2 separate regions of the Sus scrofa genome follow, and region 2 is linked to region 1. Evidence: chromatin contacts called from public HiChIP or PLAC-seq data. All regions are on one chromosome and are shown on one strand. The core of a region is the stretch at or near the end of the contact, and the rest is flanking DNA. Distances in the headings are between cores, read along the strand shown. Region 1 overlaps NCOA1 (nuclear receptor coactivator 1). Region 2 has its middle 40 kb from the start of ITSN2.

What was found. HiChIP or PLAC-seq counts read pairs in DNA pulled down with a chosen protein or histone mark.
Region 2: a contact with region 1 is called in an H3K27ac HiChIP or PLAC-seq map of skeletal muscle, with 9 times the contacts expected there. The contact joins two enhancer-like sites. A contact is called at or near these places in 3 of 47 Hi-C or Micro-C datasets (embryonic fibroblasts, retroperitoneal adipose tissue and skeletal muscle) and 2 of 2 datasets of contacts at active chromatin or transcription factors (alveolar macrophages and skeletal muscle).

Annotation. Positions count from the first base shown.
Region 1 is chr3:114,039,769-114,044,302 of Sscrofa11.1, forward strand. All of the region lies in intron 10 of NCOA1 (nuclear receptor coactivator 1), which reads right to left. Among named protein-coding and RNA genes, the nearest start is that of NCOA1, 57 kb to the right of the region's middle. Within about 2 kb of position 2,028, at least 5 of the 83 cell types and tissues checked have an H3K27ac peak or open chromatin away from gene starts, as enhancers often do. A contact at or near this core is called in skeletal muscle, where this site is marked.
Region 2 is chr3:114,320,977-114,325,878 of Sscrofa11.1, forward strand. No RefSeq gene overlaps it. Among named protein-coding and RNA genes, the nearest start is that of ITSN2, 40 kb to the right of the region's middle. Within about 2 kb of position 3,030, at least 12 of the 83 cell types and tissues checked have an H3K27ac peak or open chromatin away from gene starts, as enhancers often do. A contact at or near this core is called in skeletal muscle, where this site is marked.

The DNA.
Region 1 (4,534 bases), core at 778-3,277:
TGGAGTTGTCTGTGTCTCTACTGCAAACGTTGAGTGAGTATGTATATATGTTACACAAGATAGGCAGGGGAATTTTTAAAGGGAAACATCACTGCATTTACCACTCCCTGTGTTGGAGAGAAACAGCTGATATCAGGGCAGTTAAAACAAGCTTTTAGGGATTCTTGATCAAGTATTCTGTTTTTCTTTTGTGTGTGTTTTTTTTTTAATCATCTGTACAAAAGGCTCAACATCCTACTCCCATTAGCCACAATGATCCCAGCCAAAAACAAAACCAAAAAACCCTTATATTACTAAAAATTAAATTTCTTTCTTCACACAAAGTAGAAAGCATTGTCTAATCAAGAGAGTGGCTTTTGCACACTTCACTTCATTAAGAGTTGATGCAGTATCTAGTGATTCTGATGTTCACAGTTCATTTTTTCCTCAGCCGTTGGTAAAGAGGTTTCCGGCTCAGTTTTGTTACATCTGGCTGTTTACTATGCACAGCAGTCAAAGTGTTTCATTTCATATTCCAAAAGTATATATAAAATCAGTAAGATAAAAACAGAAAAACCCAACAGATAAATGGTCAGAGCATATGAAAAGGTCACATAAAATCACGGAAAAATAATCAACCTAATTCATGATAAAAGAAAAATAGTTTAAAACTACATTGAGATACTTAAAAAAACCCGTCAGGTTGGCAAAGATGAGAAAGTGCATAATTCAACTTATTGGAAAGGAGGTGTGGAAAGAGGAACATTGTCAGTTAGTGCTTACACTGGCATAAGAGAGCCATTTGGCAAAGTTTACCTACCCTTTGACCTGGCAATTCTGTTCAGAATTTCTACTTCAGATATACTCTCAAATACGGTCAATTATCTCTACGTAAGATTATTCATTGCAGTTTTGCGGTAGCGAAAGATACCTACCAATAGCCTCAACACACTAAACACAGCCATGAAAACAGGGAAATAAAACTGCACTTTTTAGATACTGAAAAGTTTTTATGTGAAACTCTATTTTTAGAGGTAGGCGGTACTCCTAATGTACTCTAGTCTAATAAGATTTAAAAGTTAATCATCTCAGAAAGTGTATGTTCACAGAACATAAAAACCATCTTAAGTGGTCATTCACTTACTCCAGTAATGTTATCAACGTTCAAATATTTTTGGAATTCTTTTAGAACTATCTTAACCAGTGTACAAGTCCTTCAATAAAATACGTCTTATAATCACGTCTAATTTTGGTTCTGATTTTTTTTTAAAGTATTATTCTTTTTGGATCAACAAATTTGGCTCCATCGACTTCACACAATTTCAGAAGTCAAATCCACCTCAAAGGATAGGAATCTGGAGACAGTGTCACAGGGACATAGCAGAGGTGTTGAAGGTACTGCCAAGAAAGCACGTTACGCATATTTTGATCAACATCCCTCTAAGTTGTCTCTTGATGTGCTCCCATAGTACATTTCCAACCAAATTATTTAAATCACTTGGTCACTCTGCATGACTGTGTGTGCATATGGACACCATGTTTTAAAACCAGGCTGACTGAATTTTAAATCCTGGTTCTGCTTATACTAACTGGGTAACTTCTGGGCAAGTTTTTGGTCTAGGTGTGTGCTTACTTTTCATACTCTGGACCTTAGTTCTCTCATATGTAAACAGATCTAAGGAAAATTTGTGGTTCAATTTGACAGATTTATGTTACCTACATTTTATTCTCTCTCTAAAATTATCACTGAAATAAAAGAAGTAAAAAGGGGAAAAATAATTTTACATCTGAAGGAGAGGCCAAAAGAAGTAGGGCAGTCAACTAGAACAATGAAGAATTTCTAAGACAAATGAAAAGCTAAAATTGAGAGTGAAATTCAACTAAACTAGAAAACTTACATCAGGACAAAGAGAAGGTTTTCCAAAAATGCGAGTTTTTTTCAACACCAGAACAACTCCAAACTCAGTGGTCAGTTGAGCAGGTAAAGGAACAGGCCATGGGTGATTGCCCAGATAATTAAAGGACAACTGAACAGCTGCCACCAGGCCCTGCTTTGAGTGCAGCTGACTCTGGCATCTACCCATGGGATTAAAGTGGTGAGTGCATGACTCAGAGTGGGAGTTCTGCCCAGGGAATCTCCCAACGTGGGTGCAAGGGCTGCCACGAGGGATTTCCCCATCACCAACCCCCACTCCTTCACAACAACAACTGAGAAACAAGGCTTCTATAATCAGAACCTACATTCACTGCCAGGGCAAAAAGGGCTTCTCACTTTAGCTCAAGAGACACTCTAGCTACCAAGATGTTTCATTCTAGGTCTTTTTTCAGTACACATGGACAGACGGCTCAAATTCACCAAACATTCAAAAAAAGTCAACAGCAGGAAAGAACAATAGCAAATTTAACAAAAAAAGAAACTTTGAAGAAAAAAAGATTATGACAGAAAATGGATGAGCTCCAAAGTAAGTATGCTAAATTTATCACCACACATTTAAAAGTCTATCATATATATAAAAAGTAATAGACGTCTAAGAAAAAATTTTTTTAAAAACACAATTGCAACAATTAAAAGAACACAATAGACTGACAGAAGAGCAGACTGGAAATGGATGAAGACTCAGCTTTGATCTGGAAAATCTGGCCCAGAGACTCTCTCAGAATGCAATGCAGAAGGGCAAGGAAAAGAAAAGAATGAGAGAAGGTGACACGGCAGACAGTTCCAGAAGTTCTAATAGGTGAAACACAATAATTAACTCTCCTATGCGAGACCTTTGCACTTGACATGGTTCAGCTTAAGACTGAAGACTCCAGTCAGGAAAGATGATTGATTTTCCTGGATGGGCACCAGATTAAGACGTGGAATCAGCCTTTCCATAATGGACTCTGGCTCTAGTGAGAGGCAGTGGAGGACAGCTAGAGGCTAGAGGGGGCAGAGAATCAGAGGCTGTTCTCTCTCTTTACAAGATCATATTTTTTCCCTCTTCTTTCTTTCTTTTTCCTTCTCCAACCCTTTGTTCTCTTTTCCTTTCTCCTGTCCAACTTGTTTCCTTAGCCTTACGCTTCGCCTCTTAAAACCTGTTCTGTTTCTTGTCTGTATAGAAACATTGTAAACTGGCTGTTTGGAGCTCCCCCCCCTCCGCCATTTACCTCAGTATCTTCCCTTCCAGGCTTCTGGCCTTTGCCATCACTATGGGACAAAGTTGAACAGATCCTGGCCTATTTACATACTTTCATACACTGAACAGTATTCAGGTGAGATCTCAAGAGAGAAAAAAAGAGCTATATGTCTCAAGACAGGTCACGAATGAAAAACACTCCACTTTCGCCAACTTGTAGAGCTACTAGAAGACACTTTCTATTTTTATTAGCTTTAATTTTCATCAAATTAACACATACACATAAATTTAAAAGTTAGAACAAAAAGGTCTGTTATGAATAAAAACGGTTTCCTGTCTTGCCCCTTCCGATCCTTTGCTTCCTCCCCTTTCAATAGAGATGGCCAGTCACAACTTGTGTAGCTCTTTTCTTCGGCATTTGCCTAATTATTTCTAAGATATCTCCATTTTTAGAGTTCTGACTCACCATCGTGATAGACAAGGTTTTAGCTCTCTCATATCTACCTCTCTTACTACCTCCTATGTCCCTAACAGAGATCATAGCATTTTTATAAAATAAAAAGTTAACATTTAGATTATGAAGTATTACTCCATATATTGAGTATTAACTATACAAATATTTCTCATTGCTAGATCATATTGTGTACTATGCTCATGATTTTTTTGTTTGTTTGTTTGTTTTTTGGTCTTTTTAGGGCTGCATCTGTAGCATATGGAAGTTCCCAGGCTAGGGATCAAATTGGAGCTGTAGTTGCTGGCCTTTGCCACAGCCACAGCAACGCCAGATCTGAACCTTGTCTGCAACCTACCTCACAGCCTATGGCAATGCCGGATCCTTAACCCACTCAACCTACACCATAGCTCACGGCAATGCTGGATCCTTAACTCACCAAATGGGACCAAGGATCCAACTCATGTCCTCATGGATACTAGTTGGGTTTGTTACCTCTGAGCCACAACAGGAATTTCTCATGCTTCCTTTTTTCTGGAGTTAACAATTAACCTTTTTTTTTTTTCCTTTTCATTTTCCTGCTTTTCTAGAATTTTTCAAATGTTTTAACATTTATGACATAAACCTATCATGAATATCTCCCATAAACTCAAAGAGATACATTTCCTTTCTCCCCTGGAGGCAGCCTTTCAAGAGAACTCGGGCCCCCCATTCCAGTCTACATTGGTTGTTTCCTAGTCTTATTGATCATGCATCATTCCTGGACTTACTTTCTGATGCTTGTTTCCCATGGACCTTGTAAGTTTCTCTTTTTTGGTTTTCCCCCTGTTTGCTGAAGCATATTATCTAGGACTTTCAGTAGAGAAAGTGACTATACCATGCAAATAACTTGAGCCCTTCTATATCTCAAAATGGCTTTACTCCACCTTCATACTACTGGAAACTTGGATGCCTAATTATCAGCTAGAAATAACCTTGGATATTTCTG
Region 2 (4,902 bases), core at 1,780-4,279, 280 kb after region 1:
ATGCCACAGCCATAGCAACGCAGACTCCAACCCGCATCTGCCACCTACACCACAGCTCATGACAACACCAGATCCTTAACCACTGAGCAAGGCCAAGGATTGAACCTGCAACTTCGTGGCTCCTAGTCGGATTCGTTTCCGCTGCACCACAAAGGGAACTCCAAACTATACCTTAATTTTTTAATGAAAAAAGCTAATGTCTGGGTTCCCGTCCTGGTACAGGGAAACAAATCCGACCAGGAACCATGAGGTTGTGGGTTCCATCCCTGGCCTTGTTCAGTGGGTTAAGATCCGGCATTGCCGTGAGCTGTGCTGTAGATCACGGATGCAGCTTGGATCTGGTGTTGCTGTGGCCCTGGCGTAGGCCAGCAGCAACAGCTCCAATTAGACCCCTAGCCTGAGAACCTCCATATGCCATGGGTGCGGCCCTATAAAGACAAAAGACAAAGACAAAAAAAAAAAAAGCTAATGTCAGTTTCCTCACAAGAAATTCTATACTGCTTTAAAGAGAATCAGATTGTTCTATCTCAACGTTAGGCAATAAATTCTAAAACTGTATTAAGTGGAAAAAGCAGGGTGCAGAATGGTGTGTGGCATATATTCCTTTCGAGCAAAGACAAATGACATGTATTTATTCACATATGCACATTTGCATGTGCGTATCATCTCTAGAAGTGTCCTCACAAACAGTGGCTACCTCTGGGGAGAGGCCTAGAAGCCAAGACGCTGAGCGGAAATACTTTTCACTATATGCACTCTCATACTGCCTGGGTTTGTGCCTTTTAAACATGTGTATGTATTACTTTTTCAAGTATAATAAAACTTTTAAAAGTAGGGGAAAATACATACAAAGATGCCCTCAACTCCAAAACTTCACTTCTAGAAATTTATTCCAGAAATATACTCACCCACAGGCAGACTGAAGTTTACTCAAAGTTGTATACTGCAGCATTGTTTCTAAGAGCCGAAGATTGGAAACAACCTAAATGTCCACCAACAGGACACTAGTGAAATCATGGCATTATGAAATCATGGAATACTTAGAGGCTAGAGAAAAGATTGAGGAAGCTCCTTAAGTACCAAAAAGGAAGCAGATCAAAGATAACTTAAGTGAGAGAAAAAAAAAAAAAAAAGACGCGGAATAGTACATAGAGCATTCTTGCGGTAAAAGGGGGAAGACGATATATACATGCATTTGCTTAAATACATATAAAATCACCCTGAGACGACACATCAAAATGGGTTGCCTCTGGGGAGGAGAACTGGACATGTGGGGAGCAAGGGTGGAAAGTCTTCACAACTGTTTGTGTTCACTAATTTTGAGCCATGTGAGAGAACTACATCTTAACATAAACCCTAGGTTTCCCTGGAGCAGTACTGCAGTAGCGCTGCATGATAACACAACAGAGGTGCCTGCGATGAAGGTAACCTTTAGGCGCAACCATTGCGTCCTTGGCCACCGTAAAAAATCTGCCTTACGTTTCACTCGTGCCTGAAAATGAACTGGGTCTGTTTTTAGGGATTGCTCTAGGTAGACAAACTGGCTTGACACTGCCCTACAACCATGGTGGCCAATTACAGAAAGTTTCTTACCCTTTGACAAGGATGTGGACCTCTGGGGTGGAGAACGAAAAAGGCCACCCTGCAGAAGGCTAGAGCACTGATTTAGCAACAAAACTTTTCTGAAGAGAACAGTTTCTGCACGGTGATCTCCATCTCCGGACACAAACAGCTCTCAGCCAAGCACAGCGACTGTGGTCACATGGCCAGGTCAGCCTGCTGTGCTATCTCCCAGGATGGTGCTGTTTGAGCAAAAGAAACAGCCAGAGAAATGCAAGCACCACAATGTAACATCACCACTTTTATAATTACAGGCTTATGTGTACCAGTAATTTATCAATATTTCTAAATATCTTCAAGGCTATTTTATTGTATGATAATAAGAAATAATTTATATTCGGAGTTCCCATCGTGGCTCAGTGGTTAACAAATACAACTAGGAACCATGACACTGCAAGTTTGATCCCTGGCCTCGCTCAGTAGGTTAAGGATCCGGGGTTGCCATGAGCTGTGGTGTAGATTGCAGACACGGCTCAGATCCTGCGTTGCTGTGGCTCTGGCGTAGCCTGGCAGCAATAGCTCCGATTAGACCCCCCAGCCTGGGAACCTCCATATGCTGCAGGTGCGGCCCTAGAAAAGACAAAAGAAAGAAAGAGAAAGAGAGAGAGAGAGAAGGAAGGAAGGAAGGAAGGAAAGAAAAAAAGAAAGAAGGAAAGAAAGAAACTTATATTCAAAAAGTAAACAAATGTGCTCAGCTTTGAGGAAACTGTCTCCAGAGCACATCACCATCATAATGATTGCACCATATTAAGTATGCAAAAAGGAGAAACTAATTTAAACTCTTTTCTATATTGTATTGTATGATGATGGGCTATTGTTATTTGGAAAAAAGAGTAAAAATATTGGGCATAATAAGTTACAAGTGTATTTACTCCCTTTCAAGTATTTTCCATGTTAATTTTTATGACATGTTTAGTATCTGAGAATATATCTTGGCCATAAGAGATTCTGAACCTTTGTATAAATTAGATCTCTTTTAATAGAAGGAAGAAAAGACCTGATCCAAACACTGGCGTAAAGAAAACAGGAACTTACTTGATTATGTAACTGAACAGTCCAGGAATAGGGCTTGCTGCTCTGCTGCTGTCTTGGATTGAAGGCTTAAAAGCATCACCAGGGTGCCTCTCTCTGTTACAGCTCTGTTCTCAGACTGGTTCCCATTCAAGGGGTCAAGATGGCTACAGCCACTTTGGCTCTTACATTAAAGGTAAAATTCTAGCGGGACAGGGAATGAATCTCTCTTCAAGAAGTCCCAGCAAGGTATCATTACTTCTCATTGATTCTGAATCAGTCTGGCCAAAGGAATGCAACATTTGGATTGATTTAGGTCACAAGTTCTGTGCCTGAGACAGAGCTGAAGCCCCAGGCAAAGCAGCCACACTGGGGAGGCAGGGATTTCCACAGATGGGAATAAGAGTAGAATTACCAGCAGAAGGTGGCTGTGTGGTGGGCAGAGAAGAGAACAGCTGTCAGCAAACAGCTGTAGCCTGAGATAATTGGTGTGCAGTGGAAATCTAGTAGGAATGAGGATCTCAAGAAAGAGGCACACTGAAAGAAAGAGGGTGAAAAATAGATGTTTACAGCCATCACTTGACATTAATAGTTTAAAAAGTCAACATTTCTGGACTTATGCAGTTTCAAAAAGAAAGAATAATTCATGTTCCTAGGCTTAATATGCAACTTCAAAAAGCAGGAATAATTGCTTTATTATTCAAAACTGAAAAAAAAAGTCATAAAATGAGCTCTGAGAAGAAAATTTTATCCTGAGAATTACTGAAAATATAAGATTACTCTCATCCAAAAGCATATCAGAAGTAAAAGACAGTGCTGGGAATCAGCTACTGTCAGTTCTAGATGGAATGTCTAATTTGAAAGTGATTTATTCTTCTCCGTGTGAGGCTCCTGTAAAATATGGAAATTGGAGGTGATTCATACAACTCATGCAGTGGTGAGATAAGAGCTAGAGCCAGAAGTTTGGGTTATAAGCAGAATGACTTTTTAAAAGTTTTACAGTCAGTTTCTGTATGCAAGTATTTAATGGCAACAAATGTAGTCCAAGAATTTTTCTAAGTCACTGCAGAAAATTAATAATTATCGGGGGAAGAAAAACATTTTACTAGTTTCTGAAGAGGCATTGTCCTGCCTTTGGCACAGGGCCGGGTGGATTTAGCGTGTATAATTTCTCTTGAGCTCCTCTGGCAAGGGCTATTAGTAGCCTACCCAACAGCTATTGCCTACTTCTTTCTTGCTTAAAAAAATAATTACATAAAATAAAAGCTCTATTGCAACTGGGCAATGATGTGGCCAGCTTCAGGGCCCGAGCAAATCACGTCATTCTCATTTCCCTTTTGTCAGTGTAGCGATGGGCATGTGGTCAAGTTAGAGCCCAAGATGTATGCCAGGAGCCTCAATATTTCTCCCTGCTTAGGGAGACAAGAGAAAGAAAGAAAGCCCTTTTGCTCACCACCTTCCTCCCTGCTGAGGATATAATGTTTAGAGCAGTTTCGCCATCTGGTGGCGAGAATGGTCAGGACATGCGCACAGCCTTTGTGCCTGTGCCCAGCACCCAGTCATCACCTGCTTTCACACGTTTTGTGAAGTGGCATATTATGGCTCACGTCATTTGAGTACTTTTAGCCAAAGCCATTCCTAAATGATATAGCTCCTCCTCAAATTTCTGGCTTGTAACTGCCATGCTAGTACCACATAGCTAAATTGGCTTCACAAAGCCTAAAAACAAAGGACTAACCTTCCCAACTTCCTTCTTGAAAGAACCACTATTTCTTAAACTGTCCCATTTATTTAAGTTTGATCTAGGATTCTCCTCCAAAAAAACAAAATTCAAGCCATACTCTTTTTATCATTTCCTTTTGAAATCCACTAAATACACTTATTAGTAAGATAACATTGCCTTTGCAGCTGACGCCTGTCCTCTTGTTTCAAACATGACAAGTAAACTTTGGGAAGGAAAGTGGGTAAGGAAGAATCCTCCCTAAAGCCATACTAGACATGATTGACCTCAGTCCAAACAGAATGACAGGACTTCACAAAGAAAATTTAAGTAACAGATGGAATTGGACTAGATGATCTTAAAGGTTCCTCTCAGCTCTGATTCAAGGATCATATATTCTAAGATCTCAAATCTTAAAACTGAAGTTTTTTTTTTTTATTTATCTCTGCAAAACTTTTTAATACCACCTCCTCTCCTTAAATATTTAATACATACCTTTTTTTTTCTGACTGCCTGCTCCCAACCCTAAACATCAGATAACCCCAAACCCA